Regions from separate parts of the Capra hircus genome. Here region 1 is linked to region 2. The links are chromatin contacts, called in public Hi-C maps. All regions are on one chromosome and are shown on one strand. The core of a region is the stretch at or near the end of the contact, and the rest is flanking DNA. Distances in the headings are between cores, read along the strand shown. Region 1 overlaps RUSC2 (iporin). Region 2 holds the start of FAM214B (protein FAM214B).

Region 1 (5,583 bases), core at 2,232-4,731, 430 kb before region 2:
CCCAAGCAAGCTGGCTGGGAGTGGGCCCTCAGTGGGGAGGCCCCCCCCCCCCGCCCCACACACACACACTCTCTCTCTCTCTCTCTGTCCCTGCATAGATACCACAGGCCTTGGCTTCTTCCTGGTTTTGCCCAGTTCTCAAGTCCTTCCTGTTTTAACCTCACTGCCAAGACCCACCCCAATGATTCCATTAAGACACTCAACGTACTCACTTCCTTGCCCTTGTACTTCAAGCCTGGATCAGTCTAACTCTCCATCCTCTCCACTTTGAGAAACCAGGCTATTGGCTGCTGTTGGAGAAATTCCAAAGCTGTTCACCTAGGGCCTGGGAAGGGCACTTCTTTGATGTGTGCCTTGCAGCACCCTCTGCTATGCCCTCAGGTTGCCATGCCAAATCTTTATCCCTCTTCTCAAGCCCTTGGTTCTACTTCACTCAGAGAAGAGAGGCCACTGGTAATGAATTCAACTTCCCTCTCCATCCAAAAGATGGGATTACATCACATCTATCCTCCTTCCCACCTGCCCTCCCATACTCCCTTTCCATCTTGGAGGAAGGTGGCCATTCCCCTTATTGCCTAAGGTTCTTCCCTCTCGATGCTCTGAGTCCTCTGCTCTGCCTCTGCAAGGGACTTCAGCTTCATCTTTCTCCCTTTCACAAGCTCCTTCTCTTCAGCCCACAGTTATGCTCAATCTTCTCCTTATCATCTCATTTAAATGGCTCTGCTAAATAGACTGGTTCTCTGTCAGTCCTTATCTGATTAGATGTTATGATCAGGCTTATCCAAGCCACCTTGTCCTGTAGCACTTGAGCTCCCCTGGTATAGCACACAGGAGTCTCCCTCCCTACACATAGCTCCCTGAGGGAAGCGAATGGAGACTGAGTCTTAAGCATCTGATAAATGACTGTTGTTCACTTGCAGATACTCATGATCCATAGTACAGACTTCTGCCTCTTGCCCCAAAGCTTGTGCTAATTCCCTCCCAGCACTTGGAGTTCTAAGACAGGGAAATATTCTGAAGGGCTAGATAGTTGGGCCACAGGCATAAAAAGGTAGTAACAGCAGATTTTCAGTCTTGAGCTAGGAATGATATTCACCTTTTTTCTGAAGCACATCAATGGATACAGCCTCTGAGCTGCCATCTGGGGACAGGCAAAATTCAGCGGGGGGCTTCTCAGTCAAGGAGAAAGGGTCTTGGAAGTCAGGGCAGGTTAGCGGTAACGGTTTCACTACTTGACCTGGAAAGAAGAGAAAAATCAGTCCCAAGCAACTGTCTCCCTGAGTGGCAGCTCAGTTCTGTGCCTCATGTCCTCTGAGATGTGTTCTTTTGGGACTGATCCCTTCCCTCCCGGCTGTAGCAGAGCCTGCCCTGGGTTTTCTGGGGACCTGGCCCACACACCATTCAGCCGGCAGTTCAGATGGCCAGCAGCACCGAGGGAGCCGGGGAACTCAAAGATGGGGTTCCTTCGGGCCAGCCGAGCATCCTGTGGCCTTCGGTCTAGGCTCCCTGACAAACCAGGGGGTCCTAGAGGGTTCTTCCTCCTGTATTCTCGCCACTTGAGTGCTTGAGGGGATAGATGGTTGGCTGAAATCAGGAGAGATTAGCAGAAGAGACAGGAAATAGTTAAAAGACAGCATTTCATACCCACCCAGTGGGCCTATATAAAACCCGAGGGTTGGGATATTAGCTACAGATGGGCAAACTGTAACCTGTGACCCCATGTGGAGTACAGGAAATCATTCAAAGGGGAGGTAAACTGCCTAGGTGGGAAAGGGCGATGGGCAGTGAGCTTCATACCATTACTGGGCCTGGAAGCCATGCTGCCCTCGCCACCTCCCCGGACCAGGCTCTCTGCCCGGCTGAGGCTAGATCTCCAGGAGCCCAGAGGAGGCAAACTTCCTGTCCCATGGAGCCGGTACTCAGCCAAGGTCAGTATCTTCGGATCCTCCTTCTGCAGCTGCTGGGAGACGGCAGGCCGGACAGCAGGAGGACAGGAAAGGCCCCATGGAGGTGGGCTTTCTGTGGCTGTGGCCTGCTCTGGGAGAGGGGAGCACGAAGTGGAGGCCGAAGAGTCGGTGCTGGGCCCAAAGGGGCCAGTACTCCGGATGGGGGAGTAGCTGCCCAGGGGCGACGGCCGCAAGGTCTCTGGCTCAGGCCTGGCTTTCCTGGCACCCCTGTGGGTGGGCACCTGTGGCTCCCCTGAAGGAGCTGGGCCTGGGCCTTGAGCAGCGGGGGCAGCTGCGGGGGCAGGCTGCGGTGCACGGTTGCAGCCCGAGAGGCTGTAGAGCTGGGAAAGGCTGTGCAGGGCCCGGGCCTTGGCCAGCTGCTTGGGGAAGTGGTGCTGGAACACGAACGGCTGGATGGGCAGCGTGGTTGGCCTCTGCTCCTTGCTGTAGCGAAGGACCGGTCGGCTCTCAGCACCACCCCCTGCGGCAACAGGGATGGAGAAGGAATCAAACACTGAAATCACATGAGAGGAAGCAAAGAAGCAGTCAGGAGATGATGCTCACCAGGGAGAGTAAGAGAGGGGCAGGACCTGGGCTGGAGGAGCTGAGTAGGGTAGGGGTAATTGACTCTGTGGAATGTGCCACCACTGCTTCTCCCATCTTCTCCTGGTGTTTTCATAACATTGACTTGTCTCTTGGCTGTTTAGCTCTCTCTTCTTTTTCTTGACTTCAGATGTGGGTGCATCTTAAGGCCCATTTCTTATATTTGCCTTTACACTTTCTTCCGTGCGTTGTTCTATTCAGACAGTCATATAGGTGACTTCTGAACCCATGGCTTTAGCCTCAACCTTTCTCTTGATCTCTAGATCATTCTGCTTTAGGTTTCTGCTTCCAATTAAAATTTGCTATTTAAAATACCTCATTCATTCTCCTGATGATTTCCATTTCTGCCAATGACAGAACCACCATTTTCTTTGTGAAAGTGAAAGCGTCAGTCACTTAGTTATGTCTGAGTCTTTGTGACCCCCAAGGACTGTAGCCCGCCAGGCTCCTCTGTCCATTGGGATGCTCCAGGCAAGAATACTGGAGTGGGTCACTGTTTCCTTCTCCTCTGTATCTAAGGTCTAAAGGCCTGGAGTCAGTCACATACTTTCAGTGTCAAGATGTTAATTTACTTCAAGCTTTCACCCATCGTCCCCTCCTCAACTACAGCCCACATATTTCATTCTTGACCAGATCTAACCGTAATAAAATATTCCTTTACTTGCGGCCAGAGTCAGCTTCCTGTCACCCAATCTACCCCAGGCATACTCTTTCACTGATCCTAGCATTGGAACCCCAGAGTCCATATCTGCTCCCTCCACACAGAGGCGTGTTTCCCAAGGTTGGTCCTCTCCTGTTCTTTCAGCCAATCTTCTAGTCAGTGTCCCACAAAACATGTGTCTCAGAACTAAACACAACACTCCACAACACCGCACAGAGGCAAAGTCTTTGCGTATGGGCTGTGCTTCTAATTAAACACCGCGCACTGTCAACACCCGAATAAACACAAGGTGGCGCTATAACCACCCAATCACCTGAAACCCTGGGTGTGGCTCACTTGCACCCTGGGTTCAACAGCTCTGAAGCAGGAATTAGTATCCATTGTTAAAAGACCTGGGTATTGGAAATTTAGAGATTAAGTCGTTTGCCCAAGGTCACACAACTAGGAAGTGACACAGCTAGAATTCTGCCTAAGTCAGAGTTTGGCTTTGGGACTAATGTTCCCTCTGCCACATCGCACCACACATGAAATGGTATCAGGCTGGGTTTTCCTGCTCCTTGCCTTTCCGCATTTATTTACTTCGGCGAGTCTTAAGGGGATGGGGACCACAACCCCATAAGGCAGGTGTTTCAGAACCACTCTCAGGAGACGTTTTCAGACTATACTCTTCTGCCAGTCCCAGTCAGGGCTTAGCGAACAGCCCTTGTCAATCTCCCTTGCTCACTATGCTCCAGTCATACCTTCTTCGGTCCTTAAACATGTCAAGTTCATTAACATCTTGGGGTCTTGTGTTCCTTCTGCCTGAAATCAGCTAGGCATCAACTCAAGCATCACCTTCTCCTCAAGACCTCTGATTGCCCCAGTGCCTCGGGCAAGTCATGCTCTCAACACCCTGTTGTATTTCCTTTTTAGCCATTTCTCACTGTCAGAAATTATCTTATTTGTTTATTGTCCATTACTCCCTATTAGGGTTCTGGAAAAGCAGGGATTTTTAAATTGTTCCCTGCTGTATCTCCAGTGCCTAGAATAGACCTTGGTATAAGGTAGGTACTGAATAGAAGACATGAATGAATCCTCACTGTCACCCTTGGTTCAGTATGGTCTCGCTGCATCCAAATCTTACACGGACCAGCTCACTTCCTAGAACACCAGTTCTATTTCCTGTGGCTCTGCTGCCCATAGAACAAAGTCTAATCTCAGGCAAGTTGGTGGCCACACCTGTGGCAAATGCGCTACCCTCCCCATTGACACGGCTCATCCCACCACCCCTTTCCCGTTGCTTTTCTGGCTGGGAATGCCTTCATCCTCTCCACTTATTTAAATATCAAATTTCAAGCCTGAGCTGACCCTGGCTGTCAGATTAGGCCCTCCCAACCTCAGCTTTACTGTACATGCTATATAGAGTACGTTTGAATTAGACTATCTATTCCTACTTTTTAAAAATCCTCCCTGCTGAGTTCTCAGGGTAGGTGTGAGGCAGAGGAGGAAGACTGGGGAAGGGGGAGGGGTGACTACAGTGGGGAGTGGGTGTCAATTCTACCCTCTGGGAGTACAGGGGACAAGGTTTCTCTTGTTCTTTGAGACAGCCCTTAGAAACACTGGAGATAGAGATCGAATTCACTCAAGTCCATGTTGCAGGCAACAGAGCCCCAGTCCCTCAGTGCCCTCTTAAAATGGAGCGCCCAGAACCCCAGGTGGGCCCTAAGGTTCACAGGAGCAGAGGGGACTATCAACTCCTCCCTTCTGGAGTCTACAAATGAATCCAGCCATTTTAACTTTTTAGAATACCTTCCTAACTGCTGACTCATTCTGAGTTTGCAATCAATTATTAATAAATATCCCAAATCAAGAAGAGCACTTACATATCAAAGTTCATATTGGTCCTTGAAAGAACAAAACGTTTTTTTCCAGACTAGACAAAATCCTTTCAAAATCTAGATTCTGCTGCTCAGAATCTCAAAGAGATCTCACTTCTTTTGTCATTCATGAATTCATCATTTTTTGATTAAAAACAAAAAAGTTGTACAGAACAAAAAGAAAAGCCCTATGATAGGTCACTGGAGATTTATGGAACAAAAGTCTTATATTATTATGAAAAGTCTTATCTGATAGCAAAAACACTTTTAAAGCCTCTCCTCCCATATCTGATCAGGACTGACCTTGTCCTCAGAGTGCCAGCCAAGTACTGTCTGGGCCCAGATATACCCAGCAGGCACTGCAGTCTGAGAAGAGGGTGGGTTCAGAAGACTCTGGCTAATCCCTGCCATTTCTGAGCCCCCTCTGCCCTAGAGACCTTCTTGCATTTCTGGGGCAGTTCCTCCATGTGTGTTTAGGAGCCTGAAGTCATCTGATATACTGCCATCTCCCAAACAG
Region 2 (5,215 bases), core at 1,514-4,013:
GACAATAACCTAAGATAATACACTCATTTCCAAGTAGACAAAGACTTTTAAAATAGGGCATAAAAACCATTGAATATAAACAAAAAGATGTAAACTGGACAGGTTAAAGAAGCTCTGCATATTGAAAGACTCCACTAAGAGAATAAACAATCAAGCTACAGAATGGGAAAATGGATTTGCAATAGATTCCTCATCAGAAAAACATCAAACAAATTCCAGCTGAAAGACATTCCACAAAATATCTGAAATATCTGATCAATAAAATTGTCTATAAAATTGCCCAGATCATCAAGAACAAGGAAGTCTGAGAAAATACCAACGCCAAGAGGAGTTTAAGGAGACATGAAAACTAAACCTAACGTGTTATTCTGGATGGGACATTAGGTAGAAACTAAGGAAATCAGAATAAAGTATGGACTTTAATGATAATGTATCAGTTCAGTTCAGTTGCTCAGTTGTGTCAGATTCTTTGTAACCCCACGGACTGCAGTACGCCAGGCCTCCCTGTCCATTGCCAACTCCCAGAGTTTACCAAAACTCATGTCCATTGAGTCAGTGATGCCATCCAACCATCTAATCCTCTGTCATCCCCTTCTCCTCCTGCCCTCAATCTTTCCCAGCATCAGGGTCTTTTCAAATGAGTCAGCTCTTCGCATCAGGTGGCCAAAATATTGGAGTTTCAGCTTCAACATCAGTCCTTCCAATGAACACCCAGGACTGATCTCCTTTAGGATGTATCCTAAATACATATTTACATGTATTGATATATATAATGTATCAATATCGGTTAATTAATTATAGCACATGTACCATACTAATAATGTAAGACGTTACTAAACAATTGTGGAGAACAAAGCGGAGAATTGAGTGTGGGGTACACAGAAACTTTCTGTACTATCTTCACAAATTTTCTGTAAATCTAAAATTATTCTAAAATGAAAAGTTTATTTTTAGGGATTTTCCTGGTGGTCCAGTGGTTGCTGTTAGCCTTTCAATGCAAGGGGTGTGGGTTGGATCCCTGGTGGGGAGCTAAGATTCCAATGCCTCCCACCAAAACATCAAAAACATAAAACAAAAACAATATTATAACAAATTCAATAAAGACTTTTAAAATGATCCCGATAATAAAAAACTTTTTTAAAAATTTATTTTTTTTAATCTAGTAATTTACCCAAATTTAGCTAGTAATCAAGTAATTTGCCCAATACAGCTAGTATAGTGTCCTTACCAAACCAAATGACTTCAAATTTGAGCTTTTTCCATGACACAAAACTCTTCCAATTTTACCCTCTATAAGGGGACGACAGAGGATGAGATGGCTGGATGGCATCATCGACTCATGCACATGAGTTTGGGTGAACTCCAGGAGTTGGTGATGGACAGGAAGGCCTGGCGTGCTGCGATTCACGGGGTCGCAAAGAGTCGGACACGACTGAGCGACTGAACTGAACTGAGCATTACAGAAGTATTAGAAAGACAATCTGAGCAGTTCCGTAAGAGCAGAACATTTTTTTCTTTTTCTGTTTTCATTTTGCCTAGCGCACCATTGGTGTTTAGTAAAGCCGCTTCTTAACTACTCACAGAAAGAAAGTCACAGAGATCTAAAGAATCTGAGACTTTGAGATAACTTTACCAGGTCCAGTCCATCACACAGCCATCAATACCTCCGGCTCCATCGAGAAGCTCACTAGGCTCTGGGCTCAGAGCCACTCAGCTCTGCAAGGGACCTGGGTTGCCATCTACCGGTGGCTCGTAAGCGTCGCTCTCCCCTGGACATATCTTGGAAACTCGTGGAGCTCCCGGGAAGTTGAAGACTCAAGCGCTAATTAAATTACAGAACGTGTGTAACAGTCACACAGTTCAGTCGACTGAACAAAGCAAAGGCTCTACTTTGGCTCATAAAATTCACAGACTTCTCGCCGACCTACCTCCACAGCTATAGACCTAACTCTTACTGCCTGTCTCCTACACGCCGTAGGCTACAGAAAGTGCTCTTCCTCACAGACTTGAGACCCCGGCCAACCAGATTCCCGCATTTTCACAGAATTCTGAAGCTCTTTGCACTACTTTGCAAACCCTACAGATGTCCCCCATTAGGGCAAATACGCGCGCTAACCCAGACGCCTTCACTAAGAGGCTCAAGTTCCGCAGGCAGCTCACACCAGCTCGAAAGCCTGGGAGGGCTCCAACCTGGTTCGGGCGCCCACAAGCTAGCGCTTTGGCGCAGGTTCTAGCTCCCCATCTCCGGCCGGATCCGGTCAGCCCAGGCCGCACACTGCGGACTGAGGCCCCGCCCCTTTAGACCTGTCATCACAGAAGCCGCACGTGGCCGGGGTGGGCCCTCAGGCGACCTGCAGCCATCACTTTGTCTCCTCCGCCATCCACTGGGGCCACCGCCGCCAATCAAAACCAGCGGTTCCGGGCTGCAGCGCCAGCGCCGGGGTGAGGCCAGCCAGAGAAGGGGCGGGGGGAGGAGAGGCTCCGAGATGGGAGGGGGCTAGCAGTGGAAGCGAGCCTGGCACCGGTTCTGCCAGCCTGGAATCCGAGGGGGCGGATCCTAGTGAAACGCGAAGACCAGAAGGGGGCGGGGATCAAGGATGGGGCGGGGACCGGGGTGGGAAGAAAGACAAGCAGAGGTTCTCTGTGGAGACGCCAAGAAGACGAGAAGGGGCGGAGCCAGAAAGGGGCAGGACCTGAATTACAGGGGAGGAGCCCCAGGAATTAAAGAATCTAGGAAAGGGGACGAGCCAGGGGAAGGTGGGAGGTGGGACAACGGAGAGGGTGGGTCGTGTCGTTGCGGGGGCGGGGCTCGGACCAAAGGGGCGAGGTTTGCAGGCCGAGGCTGCAGCTAGGGCAGCTATGTAACTGCTCCAATCCACTACCTCCCCAGTTGCAACGGGACTCGCGGAACTACAGGTGTGGGGCGGGTGCGCGTGGAAGAATGGACAAGTACGGGGGTGCGCTTGGGTAGACGTGAGGCGGGAGGATCATGTCAGGGAAGGAAAAGATCTGGAGAAATGCTGGGGTGGGGATGGAGTAAAACAGCTGGGGGAGGAGGAGGGGGGCTCACTGTTTGGGCTAAGAGGTGCATTCTCCGGTACCCCTTGTGGGGGAAGGGCGGGAGTGCTTTGTGAGGCTGGGAAGTACAATGTGAGGGGGTGAGGTGAAGTGAAGGGTTGGAGATGATACTTGAGGGGGAGGGGATATGAAGGCGCTTTAGGGGAAAGTGGAGGGGGCGTTGTGTGATGGAGACCGGCTAGTGGTCCAGAGTGTGGAAGGGACTGTGTGGAGGAAGAAGGTATGGGGGCTGTGGGCACTGTGTGAGGGGAAGGGGTTACAGGCCCCAGATGAGGAGGGGAGAACCCCTAGTGCCTTGAGAAAATCTGGAGGCTTTGTAGAGACTCCAGGAAGAGGTTTTTGTACTGTGTCTCAGGGATGAGGGTGATGGGATTGCTGGGGTGAAGAAGCCAGTCTGCAGTGTTCCTGGCTCCTCAGCTCCTAACTCCACCTTCAGGCCTGAGCACTCAGAGAGGATGCAGGCCCCACTTGCTACTAGAGCTTGTGTGACTGTCTCAGTCAGCTTTGGATCTGTCTGGCTGAGACTGGGATATTTTTCCCTTAGCTGGTGTCCCTGGGGACCCTTCCCCCCTTAGGTTCTGGGTACCCCTCACTGTAGTTCCTGTTCCTCCTAGAAGCTTGCCTTAGTCCCTGTCTTTCCCCTCCTCCCCCAGTTTGCCCTGCCCTTATGCTCTGGGTGTGCTCATTTCCCACTTCCTTCCTCGCCTGGGGCCTGGCCTGGTCCTTGCCTGTCTAGGAGCTGTGCCGTGCCCCAGACTTTGTACTCAGTGGCCAGAGACCTAGGTAACCAGCAGCAAGGCCCAGACCTCACCCTCACTGCTACCAAGGTCTCTCCCCACAGCCCCCCAAGTGAGTGGTAGATACATTTTTACCACTTGCCACAAACTGATTTCTGCACACTTTTCCTTCTCCTGGGTAGGGAACCCTAATTCCCTCAAAAATTCTGGGCTTCTGTGGGAGAGGGAAATGGTCAGAAGTACTGAGGGTCTGCGATGCATGCTTTGAGAGGTCAGCCACTATTGTTGGCTGAACTGGGAAGGGAGGTTCCAGTTTCCACTGGGGGAGGGACAGGGAATGGCTCCCCACCCTCCTGGGTTGGAATCTGACTATCTGAACCAGACTAGGGCCTAGTCTCTGATTCCCTGAAGCGACTTGATTTAGCGCCAGAGTTCTTTTTGCCCCTGGGCAGGCTGCAAGAGGGTGAGAAAGCCCTGCTTTCCACACAGTGGCTGAATGAGAGTGACAGTGTTGCTGAAAGGGGCCCCAAGCCAGTCTCCTCTGGCTGAGAGACTGGCTGGGGAGGGAGGGGGTGCCAAAGCCCGACAAAGCCGTGGGGTAGGGTGGGGTAAAGAAGGGCAGGCTGAAGCCTTTTGAGGAGGAGCTGATTGCTATGGCAACACAGCTTCCCAGATTGTCTCTCAGAGAGGCGGGCTTAGGGCGGACTCACTCCAGCTTCCTCAAGATTGTGGCATTTGTTTGAGTGGGTGGGGCATGAGGAGAAAGGGCATTGGTTTGCTATGCAGGGGCTGGAGTATATAGACTTTCTACTTCCTTACAAGCAGCAGAGCATCCAGATGCTTGGACCCATCCTCTGAAAATGGGTAAGAGTGAACAATAGCCATTAGGATGATAGCAGTATAAGGTCAGAGTTCTAAAGGCCTCAGTGGTAATTGTGTATACAAACTCATTTTACAGATTTGGAAATTAAGAAAGAAGAGACTGATATTTTCTCCAGGTCTTATAGTGAAAGACCAGGCATTGGGACCCAGGTCTTCTGAATACTCTTCACTCAGCCCAGGGGTCAATGTTTCGTTGAGCCAACATTTATTGAGCACCTATTATGTGCCAGGCACTGATACTGATTCTGGGAGTACTAGCATGAATACAACAGAGTTGCAGCTCTCATGGAACTTGTATTCTAACCCAGGGAGAAAGAAATGTGTGTGTGGCTGCAGAGGGAGAGAAAGGAGAGGGAGGGGGAAAGAGGAAGAGAAGTGCCAGCTGGTGATAACTGCTATGAAGAAAAATAAAGCAGAGTAAGAATTTAGGGCAGCTAGGTAAAGCCTCTTGATTGTACAACGCTGCTTGCTCTCCCAGAGCACACTGAGGCCTAGAACGTCTTTGATCCTTCCCCCTG

What was found. Hi-C and Micro-C count contacts between places; a contact is called where the count stands out from the background.
Region 1: a Hi-C map of blood shows a contact between it and region 2, with 3 times the contacts expected there. The contact joins the enhancer-like site here to the promoter of FAM214B in region 2.

The regions. Positions count from the first base shown.
Region 1 is chr8:59,588,704-59,594,286 of ARS1.2, reverse strand. It overlaps RUSC2 (iporin), which reads right to left. Exons shown (of 12, transcript XM_018052129.1): 3 at 1,798-2,427; 4 at 1,399-1,584; 5 at 1,097-1,237. Among named protein-coding and RNA genes, the nearest start is that of FAM166B, 9.3 kb to the left of the region's middle. Within about 2 kb of position 3,481, at least 2 of the 5 cell types and tissues checked have an H3K27ac peak or open chromatin away from gene starts, as enhancers often do.
Region 2 is chr8:59,162,420-59,167,634 of ARS1.2, reverse strand. FAM214B (protein FAM214B) reads left to right here and starts at 2,763. Exons shown (of 9, transcript XM_018052115.1): 1 at 2,763-2,916.